Regions from separate parts of the Rattus norvegicus genome. Here region 2 is linked to region 1. The links are chromatin contacts, called in public HiChIP or PLAC-seq maps. All regions are on one chromosome and are shown on one strand. The core of a region is the stretch at or near the end of the contact, and the rest is flanking DNA. Distances in the headings are between cores, read along the strand shown. Region 1 holds the start of Eif4b (eukaryotic translation initiation factor 4B). Region 2 holds the start of Csad (cysteine sulfinic acid decarboxylase).

Evidence for each region. HiChIP or PLAC-seq counts read pairs in DNA pulled down with a chosen protein or histone mark.
Region 2: an H3K27ac HiChIP or PLAC-seq map of oligodendrocytes shows a contact between it and region 1, with 2.2 times the contacts expected there. The contact joins the promoter of Csad here to the promoter of Eif4b in region 1. A contact is called at or near these places in 1 of 12 Hi-C or Micro-C datasets (hepatocytes) and 1 of 1 datasets of contacts at active chromatin or transcription factors (oligodendrocytes).

Annotation. Positions count from the first base shown.
Region 1 is chr7:135,082,008-135,087,351 of GRCr8, reverse strand. It overlaps Eif4b (eukaryotic translation initiation factor 4B), which reads right to left and starts at 2,093. Exons shown (of 15, transcript NM_001008324.2): 1 at 2,068-2,093. The coding sequence starts at 2,080.
Region 2 is chr7:135,212,490-135,217,833 of GRCr8, reverse strand. It overlaps Csad (cysteine sulfinic acid decarboxylase), which reads left to right and starts at 2,253. Exons shown (of 16, transcript NM_021750.3): 1 at 2,253-2,297. Znf740 (zinc finger protein 740) reads right to left here and starts at 2,196. Exons shown (of 6, transcript XM_063264458.1): 1 at 2,059-2,196; 2 at 767-1,289. The coding sequence starts at 775.

The sequences.
Region 1 (5,344 bases), core at 844-3,343:
GGGGCACCACTAGGGAAACCTTGTAAACCAGTGGTCATAATCAACAGGATAAAACCAAACACAGCTTACCAGGATGTCTTTTTCTGTTTTTAACTAATTTTTTTTTTTGAAACTGCACATAGTTTGGTTAAAGGACAACTTGCAGGAGGAACCTGCTCTTGCCTCCATCAATAGATTCTTTGAACTCAGGTTGACAGCATTGGCACCAAGTGCCCCAAACCCTGGCCTTCTCCCCAGTTCAGCTAGGTCCTCCACCACTAAGAATCTCAAAAGAGGGAAATTCATCTAGACTTTTCACTTAGTTAAGACACTAAACTGTAGGCTAAGGAATTTTTTTTCACTGATTAAAACACATTCTTGTGATTTGGAGATGATACTTTTTGTCTACAATCCCAACTTAGAACTTACCATCGTACTGAGCCTAGAAGCCTGGAGTTTCCAGGATTGTAACCCCGATGTACTACCTGCAAACAATGTGACCTTCAACAAATCTTTGAGCAATTTTTCCTCAGCTGGAGAAACCACCAATTCTTTACATGATCTCACAGGCTTGTTCAATTAAGTGCTATACTAACAAAAGCTGTTATACCCAGGATTGGGGATTTAGCTTAGAGTGCTTGCCCAGCATGTCCCAAAGCTCTGGTTCAATGTGCAACAATGCAGAGGGAGGAAATAAAGTTCTTATGGTCAAATGCATCTTAATTCAGCGAGAAAGTTTCACAAAGACATAACCTTAATTCCTTGTAATATTAGAAAAGATAGACTTCTGGTTAAGATATTGAATGTTGCCAGGCGTGGTGTTAAAAACGCCTTTAATCACAACAATCCGGAGGCAGAGCTTGGTCTACATGGTTAGTTCCACGACAGTCAGAGCTAAATAATAGAGACCGTGTCTCATAGAGACAGCAATCCAAAAGGTACATTTTTACAGGTCATGCTATAAAACAAAACAAAACCCAGTATTTCCTAAACTAAAACTAGGTGTTTAAAAGTCCACTGGCTTTCACACAGGTCCACTGTAAATGCAAAACAAAACCAAAAAAAAAAAAAAAAAAAAAACCAAACAAACACAAAACAATCACAGAACTCCTTGCTACTATTTTTGATAAGACCTTTTGGAAGTTTCCCAGTTATCTGGGAAAATGGCAAAAGCTGAATTCTGACACTAAAACTCCCCAAAATGGAAGCTCTATATAATGCAATGCCCCGATCTCATTCCCCACCTCTGCCTGGCATATAGTCTGTACTCAGCAAAAACTGCTGGTTGAATCAGAAGTGGAAAGAAAAAGGTACAGGAGATTCTAGGTGTCCATCCCCGCAGCTCCTCCCTAACACGTGGGCGCACACTGGGTTCCGTACCCCCAACTATAGTAGGGCCAAACCTAATACGCATTCGCTTGGAGTACAGCGGCCAAGCCATGCTCCAAAACCAACTACAGCTTAAAGTACAAGGTCATAAATGAGCGAAGCCCAGGTCCATCCAGGCTTCCCATCTGGAGTCCAGCAGCGCATGCTTCAGAGGCGCGCCTTCTCCACCTCGCCTCGTCTCGTCTCGTCTCCCGTGCCGCGCACGCGCACCGCTGCTTTCCTCTGCCCCTCCACGGCTTCGCGTTCGCGTTCCAACTGCCCCCCCACCCCTGCCCCCACTAAGGTCCGCAACGGCCTCGCGCCTTGGAGACCCGGTCTAATGTGTTCCGGTCCGCGCGCCAACCGCCTCCTTCCTTCATCCGCGCCTAGGCGCGGGCGCAGTGCTTCACGTCTATGAGAGCCTCGCGCCTCCCGCACATCTTTCTGTGCTACCTTCTCCAATTGAAGGCAGAGTCCACCATTACTGCCTACTCCAACCTCGCGCAACGGGGTGAAAAGGGTGTGAGGGGGAGGGGAAGGCTTCCCCTCCCCCTAAACATCCCGAGGTGGTAACCTAAAGCGGCCATGCCGCCAGCCTGCCGCAGCCCCCAGGTCCGAAAGGAGCCGGTGCCTCCTGCCCCCCACTTCCAGCAAGGAGCGGACCAAGCCCGGAGGCTGTTTCCGAGCCTGGTCTTTGGCCACGCTCGGCCGCTCACTCACCTGAGGCCGCCATGTTGGGAGAGGGAGAGAGAACGCAAAGGACCCGGATGAGGCAATCACGTGATTATAGCGGGCGCGACGGGCTTGGAGACGCGAAACCAGGAGGGGGCGGGGAGCTGAGGACGGAGGCAGGAGGCGGGGCGCCGCCGCGCTAGGTTCGTAAAGCAGCGCGAGGAGGTGGCGCGGCGTCCGACGGGAAGACCTGCGCGACATGTGGCCGAAGGGGTGGAGTCTGAGCTGTCGCGAAACCCTTTGCTTTACGTTGGGCCCGGCGCGGCCGTCAAGTCCGATCTGTGCCCGGGGCGGGGTCTCCTGGCGCACAGACTTCTGGGTGCTGGGTAGGCGCGAAGGGCGGGGCCGCACTTGCTGATTCTATGGAACCGAGTGGGCTTGGATTCTAGAATGGGTGTGCCACAATTGATTTTTTCAAAGGGAAGATTCTAAGTTTCTTTTTAAATCAACTTTTTGTAAAGGCAAAGCAAATCCAACGTTCTCTAGAATGGGTTCAAATTAAGAAGATAACATTTGAACAGTTACAGCCATGGGCTTTTGCCTCATTTAACCCTCCCAATTGATTGACAAGGTCCAGCACCTAGTGCTAGACACATTTCTTCCAGCGAGTGCCTCATTTTTATTATATTTCACAAAGTGAAACTACTGAGCACCAACCATGTGCCAGGCGCTGTTTTACAGACATTTGTGGAATAAATAAAGGGAATAAAACCTCCTTGAATAAAATATTACAAATGATAAACAATACAGGTAAATAGGATAATAGTGTAAAAGGTAGTTGGGTACAACTCCAGATGCCTGCTCTTCTACAAAAACAGGGAACATTCTTAGCCACTGAGCCATAATTCCAGCTCCTAAAATTTTTTAATCACCCTAAAGCATTGTCATAAAAAACAAACAGGTATTTTTGATAGTTCTCCTAGATCAGAAATTTATTATTAAAATAAATTTGCATGGTGGTTGTAAGGGCTCAAAGGTTAAGAGCACTGACTGCTCTTCCAGAAGACCTGGGTTCAATTCCCAGCACCCATGTGGCAGCTCACAACTGTTAACTCCATTTCCAGAGGATCTGACACCATCATACAGACATACACGAAGCAAAACAGCAATGCACATAAAATAAAAATAAATATACATTTAAGAATTATTTGCAGAAACAGGCATGGTGGCACAAACCCTTAATTTATTTATTTATATTTATTTTGGTGTTTTGAAACAGGGTCTCTCTACATAGCCCTGGTTGTCCTGGAACTCACTATGTAGACCAGGCAAGACTAAAAACTCACAAAGATCCACCTGCCTCTGCCTCCTGAGCACTGGGATTAACAGTATTCACTACCATTCCTAGTTGACAAATACCTTTAATTCTTACACTTGGAAGACAAAGGCAAATCTCTATATAGAGAGAGTTTGAGGCTAATCTGGTCCTTTATATCCAGTTCCAAGTTAGCCAAGGCTATACACACTAAGACCCTGTCTCAAAACAAAACTAAACAAAACAAAAATAACCCCAAAACCAACCAAAGAAAACCAAAACAAGACAACAGAACATAAATTGCTTAGCTGTGTGTGGAGCACCACATACAAATTTGTAATCCCAGTGCTTGGTAGATTGAGATATAAAGATTGAGATAGATTGAAGGCTACCTTTGGCTACAAAACAAGTGAAGGTCAGCCTGGGTTACAAGAGACGAGATCATTTGTCAAGATTCAATAGCCCTGGTACCCAATCCCTCTTCTCTAGTTTTCTATTGCTTTTCCCCAGTGTCTTTCAGCCTGACCACTGTATTAACTTCCTAACCAGGTTTCTTGCCTAAGGCTTTGTCTACTGCAATGCACCTAGTACATGGCTGCCACACACGTTTTCCTGAAGGAGAGGTCTGAACAGTTGTTGAGAAACATTGACCGCATTGACATGGACAAAATAAGACTTTTTTTTTTTTTTTTTTTGAGAGACAGGGTCTCTCTGTTCTGTAGCTTTGGCTGTCCTGGACCTCACTGTGTAGACCAGGCTGGCTGTAAATTTCCAGAGATCCACCTGCCTCTGCTTCTTGAGTGATGGAATCAAGGCCAAATAGGCTTTCAAGGCCATGTGCACCCCAGTTCCCAATCACTAATCCAAACCAACTTACTTCCATCCCTTCCTTCTTTCCTTCCTTCCTTCCTTCCTTCCTTCCTTCCTTCCTTCCTTCTCTTCCTTTTCTTTCATTTTGTTTTGGAGAAACAGTCTCACTACTTAGCCCTGGCTAGCATGGAAAATGCTATATATATGTCAGGCCAACTCAGAGATCCTCCTGCCTTTACCTCCTAAGTGTTGGGCTTAAAGGTATACAACTCTACACCTGGCCCTTTCTTAAAAAAATTTTTTTTTCATTTTATGTATGAGTGTTTTGCTTATAAATATGTAAGTGTGCTGAGTGCAGCCCATGGAGGTCAGAAAAGGGCACCAGATCCCCTGGAACTGAACTCACAGACTGTTTTAAGCTGCCATGTGGAAGCCGGGAACTGAAGTTGGGTCTTCGGCAAACGCCGGAAGTACTTGTCTTAGTTTGGGTTGCTGTGAAGAGATACCATGACCAAGGCAGCTCTTACAAAGGAAAACATTTAATAAGGGATGGCCTATAGTTTCCGAGGTATAGTCCATTATGGTGGGAAGTATGGCAGTGACCAGGCAGACATGGTGCTGGAAGAGCCAAGAGTTGTTCTACATCTGGATCAAAAGGTGGCCAGGAGGAGACTGGAAGAGACTATCTTCCACACTAGGCAGTGACGTACTTCCTCCAAAAGGCCACACCTCCTCCAAGGTCACACCTCCTTCAATAAGGCCACACCTCCTAACAGAGCTACTCCCAATGGCTAAGCTTTGAAACACAAGAATCTGTGGGAGGAAACCTTATTTAAACCACCACAGCGCTTACAACTTCTCAACTATCTCTCCTCTTACCTCCCTTGACTTTATTTATTGAGGTTCGAGATAATCCCAGCACTTGGGAGGCTGAAGTAGAAGACTCAGAAGTTTAGTGTGATCCTCAGCTGCGGAGGAAGTCTGAGGCCAGCCTCAGAATTCCCCGGGGGTGGGTGGGGGTAGGGGTGGGGGCGGGGAGGTTGTAAGCAACATCTGCCATTCTTCCCAAGGTTTAAATGGCAGACTGAGGCACACTTCCTCCAAACTTCACACTAGGGGACCAGTGAGCCTATTGGGTTTCCTTGTAGAGAGAGCCTAGGTGAGGAGTTACGCACTGTGCGGATACTCCCCACCCCAAAG
Region 2 (5,344 bases), core at 1,004-3,503, 130 kb before region 1:
CAATGACAGCTATCTTCTGAACGACATTGCTTTGAGGGGGGGGGAGGTCCCCACTCTCTGGACAGTAACATCTAATTCCTTAGGAAGACACAAAAAACCCTTGGGCCACACTCAGCTGACTTCTCCAGGAAACAACTCCCCACTTTCGTTATCTTCCCTGTCTCTCTGACGCCTCCAGAAAACAAACCCCCTCCTTCATTACCTACCCTGCCTAACGATCCCCCATCTCTAATCCTTTAGCTCCTTAACTACCCACCGACCGCCAGTGGCACCCCATGCCCACACAGTCCCTCTGTCTGAATGCCCTCCTGTTTATCTAGCAAAATCCTGTGCTAACTGCAAGCTTCTCTTCCTTTTTCCCATCCAGGCAGAAGTGCCGGCGTGCAGCAACACCCTTCTAGCGCCATGAACTCCTTTAATCAACAGACTCGGAGAGTCTCTAGTACCAGCCAGCTATCTCGCAGGGCACCATGAATATAAGAGTAGTAAATAACAGACTGTCTTTCCGTCATCCCCCCTCCCCCCAACTAGCCTGGAAGCTTACTGGGGGACAAGGACAATCTTATTCATCTTTGTACTCCAAGCACAATGCCTTGCATGTAACAGGAGCTCAATAAAATTCCTGTTGGGGAGAAAAAAAACAAATGAAGCATTCACCAGACCATTCACTCCCTTATGCCCGAGTACTTCATGTACCAAGAGTACACCGGGTACAAGGTGCTTTGCCAATGGCCCATCAGCGCCTGTGACGTGGTATATAGCCTACCTCCTTCATTTGACTGGAAGCTCCCTGAAGGCAGGGGCTGTGGCCTGTCTCCTTTCCTTCCTCTAGATCTCCCCCTGGTGCTTAATACAGAGCTCGGCTCACTGGGGATGGCCAATACTGTTGACTAAGGCAGAATTCAAGAGTGACACTGCAAACAGGCTTCCCAGTGAACGGTCTTGAAGGAGGACGCTAGAGCTTTTTACCTGAGCCATGCTGACTCCTCACTTAACGAACCCAAAACAAGTTCAGAAATTCTTTATCCAATTTTCCTTAGGACACTGTTGTTTGAAGAACTGTCACCAAATCACAGTAATGGCTCTCCCTCCTGTTCTTTCAGTTCTGTTGCCATACTGAACTGTCTTGTCTTCCCAAAGAACTTAGCGTCCTCCAAAAGGAAAACAGGTGTCCCAAAAATCCGTAGTCTCTCTCTGACTTCTGCTTCTTGCCGGAAGAAACGAGAGTCTACCAGTCTTGGTTTCCAAGTCGAATTCTCTTGGTGAAGCTCTAGGTCTGGTCCAGAAACCTGAAACCAGAAAGGGAGATGAGGCCCTCAGGTGCAACATCCTCAGGCCATACACCGAGAGAAGCTCTCTCAACTTATTTTGCTGGACGTTCTGAAGCTCGAAAGGAGGACATGAGTCAAGAGCTTTCTTTCTAGGTCAGTAGAAGAAATTGGCCTTCTGGGCCAGAACAAACAGCCAACAGGAGCAAAAGTAAGTTGGGCCTCCTATAGAGAGGATCTGCCAACGGAGTTAGTGCTGGGATTTGCCATCTTAGGAACGGAAGAAGGGGGCGGAGGCCCTTTGGGGCTTTTGTGCGGAGTGGGCCGGCCTGCAAAGCTGGCACTCCACAGACGAGGGCAGAACCGTGGTGGGAGGAAGCTCGGGGGCCTCCGCCGAGCACCGAGGTGGCTGGCAGTGCCCGCACGTGAGCGTCACTCGGAGCTCCCCCGAAGGTGCGTAAATTCACCGCGGAGGTGGGGGGCGGGCGTGTGCGCTCTGCAGGCAGCCGCAGCGCGCGGACCCGGAGCGCAGCGCGGGAGCGCCGAGCCGCGCGCGACCCGCGTGCTCGCGCCCGCGCCTACCCCCCCATCCTCCGGCGAGCCCCCTCTCCCGGCGGGGGGCGGGGCGGCGGCGGCCCTCCCCTCGCGCCCCCTCCCTCCGCCGCGCGCCCCTCCTCCGCCTGGCTCCCCTCCCCCTTCGCGCGCGGCGCCCCACGGCCTGCGAGCTGCTGAGGCGCTGCTGCCCGCTCGTCCGCCCGCTCGACGCTGCCTCCCCGCGGCGCGCGCCTACCTGTCCGGCGCGGTCTCCCGCCGTCTCCTCCGCCGCGCGGCGCCCCCTCCAGGCCCCAGGCGCCCCGTGCCAAGCCCGCGGCCGCCGCTGCTCGCGCCGGGACCGAGGCAAGTTTACAAACACCAACCCGGGGCCCGTTTCCCCGGAAGCACTTCTCCCTCCCCCTCGCCCTCTTTGCCAAGCGGCCACATCCACTTCCGGGCTCGGGAGCCGCGACAGGAGGGGGCCTCTGAAAAGGGGTGAGGCTGGGGACGCGCGGAGAGTTGCAGCTGGCGAGTGGGAGGGGGACGGCAGGGAGGACCGGAGGAGGGTGGTGCGAAGGGCGGCGCGTGCGCCGTGGCGCTCGCGCGCCCCGGCCGCCATCTTGACTGAGGGCAGCTCCCAGGCTTGCCTGGAACCTTTAGGCGCTGCATGTTCTTTGAGAAGGTTCGCTAGGTGGGCTGGCTGGTTCTCGCAGAAACTCCGTCCCTCTCCTGTCGCCCCAGGTAGAAGTCGGAACAGTTCGTACCCCTGATCTTTTCTTTAAGCTTGGTCAGGTTTGTCTTTCCGGTGCTTGCAGCTGTCGGGCGCAGACCTGCAGACTGAGGTCAGCTGGGAGGAGAATTAAGCCATTGCACAGTCCTGCGGTATACACTAAACCACAATCTGCATATGAGTCTCAGAGACGTTCTCTAAATACCCAAGGCAAACGTGCCCTGGTCCTGCAGTCTTGTGACCCGAGACAGACTATTCTAGGTGACTTAACTAACTTAGGCTTCCTTTCAAGAAAAAGCCTTTTCCCCTTCAGTGGACGAGTCTTGTTGGAGATTTGGAAGTGCGTGTTGTCCTCTGGGCCAGGTCGCGTTTAGAATATTGAGCCCGCCCTGCACCGTGTTGCCCCACTTTAGCATTAGAGAGGAGTCGATTCCTAACCACAGACCTGGACATTTAAGACCACCAAAGTAAGTTCCATTTCTCTTAGAATCATTCTGAAGCTGACATAAATAGAAATGTCACCAGGAATGTTTTAAAAACAAATTAGGGACCTGAAGAGATGACCTAGCTGTTAAGAGTGGTTGCTGGGAAATCTTGAGGACAGAGTTTGGATTCTGTTATCCAGGTAACAAGCCTGCTAATGGAAACATTCCTGTAAACCCAGCTCCGAGGAAGGTGGAGACTGGAGGATACCCGGGACTTGCTGGTTTCCACCTTAACTGAGAAAATTAGAGCCCCAGGTTGTGGGAGAGATCCTGCTTCTAAAGAAATAGGCAGAGTGATAGGCAGGGCGTACAACACCCTCTTCTGACTTCTGAGTGTGCACAGGCTCTTGAACTCACGGACATAGCCATATAGTAAACAAACATAGGATTTTAAACACTAGTTTAAGGGAGCGAGTGTGGCAAATATCTTTAATCCCAGCACCTGAAAGGCAGAGTAGGCAGATCCCCGTGAGTTCAAGGCCAACCTGGTATTCATAGCAAGTTTTACCAGCTAGAGATACACAATCTTTAAAAAATCAAAGGACAGCCTAACCCACTGCCAGTCCACAGAATGGAAAAATACATGATCTTTCCCTCTAACCGAGCTCCCGAGGACAATCATTCTTCAATGATCTTTTTTTTTTTTTTTGTTCTTTTTTTTTTTTTTTTTTTTTTTTTTCTTTTTTTTTCGGAGCTGGGGACCGAACCCAGGGCCTTGCGCTTCCTAGGCAAGCGCTCTACCACTGAGCTAAATCCCCAACCCCAGAGGACAATCATTCTTATTACCGTTTCTTATTATTGTGTATTATTTTTTTTTAAAACATTCATGTGCATATGTCTGTTTTGCCTGCATGTCTGTCTGTATACCACTTGAATGCCTGGCGCCCTTAGAGGCCAGAAGAGGGTGTAGAATCTAGTTCCTGATGCTTAGCCACCTGGAGTAACAGGCAGTGTGAGCCACCATGTGGTAGCTGGGAGTTGAACCTGGGTCCTCTGGAAGAGCAGCCAGTGCTCTCAACTGCTAAGCCATCACCCGAGTCCCTGTTAGTATATATTTGATAGTGGGGCTAGTTGGAATTCATGGTCTGGCACACGCTCGACAAGCTTTCAGCTACTGAGTTTTCTCCTACTCAGCGATTCCCCAAGTCTTACCAGTTTGGTGAACTCTGTACAATGAGACAGTCTTTCTGAGTTCGTGCTTTCTTTTGCTTTTTCATTTTTTTTTCTTTTTTTCTTTTTTTTTTTTTTTGAGCTGGGGACTGAACCCAGGGCCTTGTGCTTGCTAGGCAAGCGCTCTACCACTGAGCTAAATCCCCAACCCCTCGTGCTTTCTTTTTAACCCAGTGCCTTTTTTTTTTTTTTTGATCACCTAAAATGTACCGTTCACTATATTTTATTTTCTGTTTTTGTTTGGAATAGGTTCTTATTCTGCAGCTCATGCTGGCTTCAAAGTCTCCTAAGTTCCCCCTGCCTCACCCTGGAGTATTGGGTTTCAAACCTAGCAGATAGTCCACGTGAGATATCTAAGCAAGTTCACATTTAAAATTCATCACAAAGGCCGTGTGAGATGATTTCAGACCTGTAGCCTCAGCTGCCTAGGAGGTTGAAGCAAGAGAGCCAGTTGAGCCCAGGAGTTCAGAGGCTAGAGCAGCATAGTGTGACTGTCAAGGCGGAAAAACAAAACTAAACAAACAAAGCAAAACCCACCCAAGCAGCAGTTCATAGCAAAGGCGTTGGTTCATGAACTGGGAAGGAGAGGCAGGGGAATCTGAAATCAGAGTCGTCCTTAGCTACAGAGTGAGTCCGAGGTCAGCTCAGGCTGCCTGGTACCCTGTCTTGGGGAAGAAAAAAAAATAGAAAATAATAATTCAGCAGTGAACGACCTTACGTGGTTATCTTCTTGCACTTACGCAGAATATGTCACTAAATATGAAATGTGACTATGTAAATACGCCAAGATACTTTGACGATTTATTTTCATGTGTATTCATGTGTGTATTGTAAGTGTATGAATGGCACGCCTGCATGTATGTATGTGCATAATATGTGTGCAGTGGAGGGCATTGGATCCCTCAAACTGGGAACCACATCTGCGTCCTCTGCAAGAGCAATAAGAACTCTCTCTCTCTCTTTTTTTTTTTTTTTTTGGTTCTTTTTTTCCGGAGCTGGGGACCGAACCCAGGGCCTTGCGCTTCCTAGGCAAGCGCTCTACCGCTGAGCTAAATCCCCAACCCCAGAACTCTTTTTTTTTTAAAGACTTATTTATTTATTATATATAAGTACACTGTATCTGTCTTCAGATACACCAGAAGAAGGCATCTGATCTC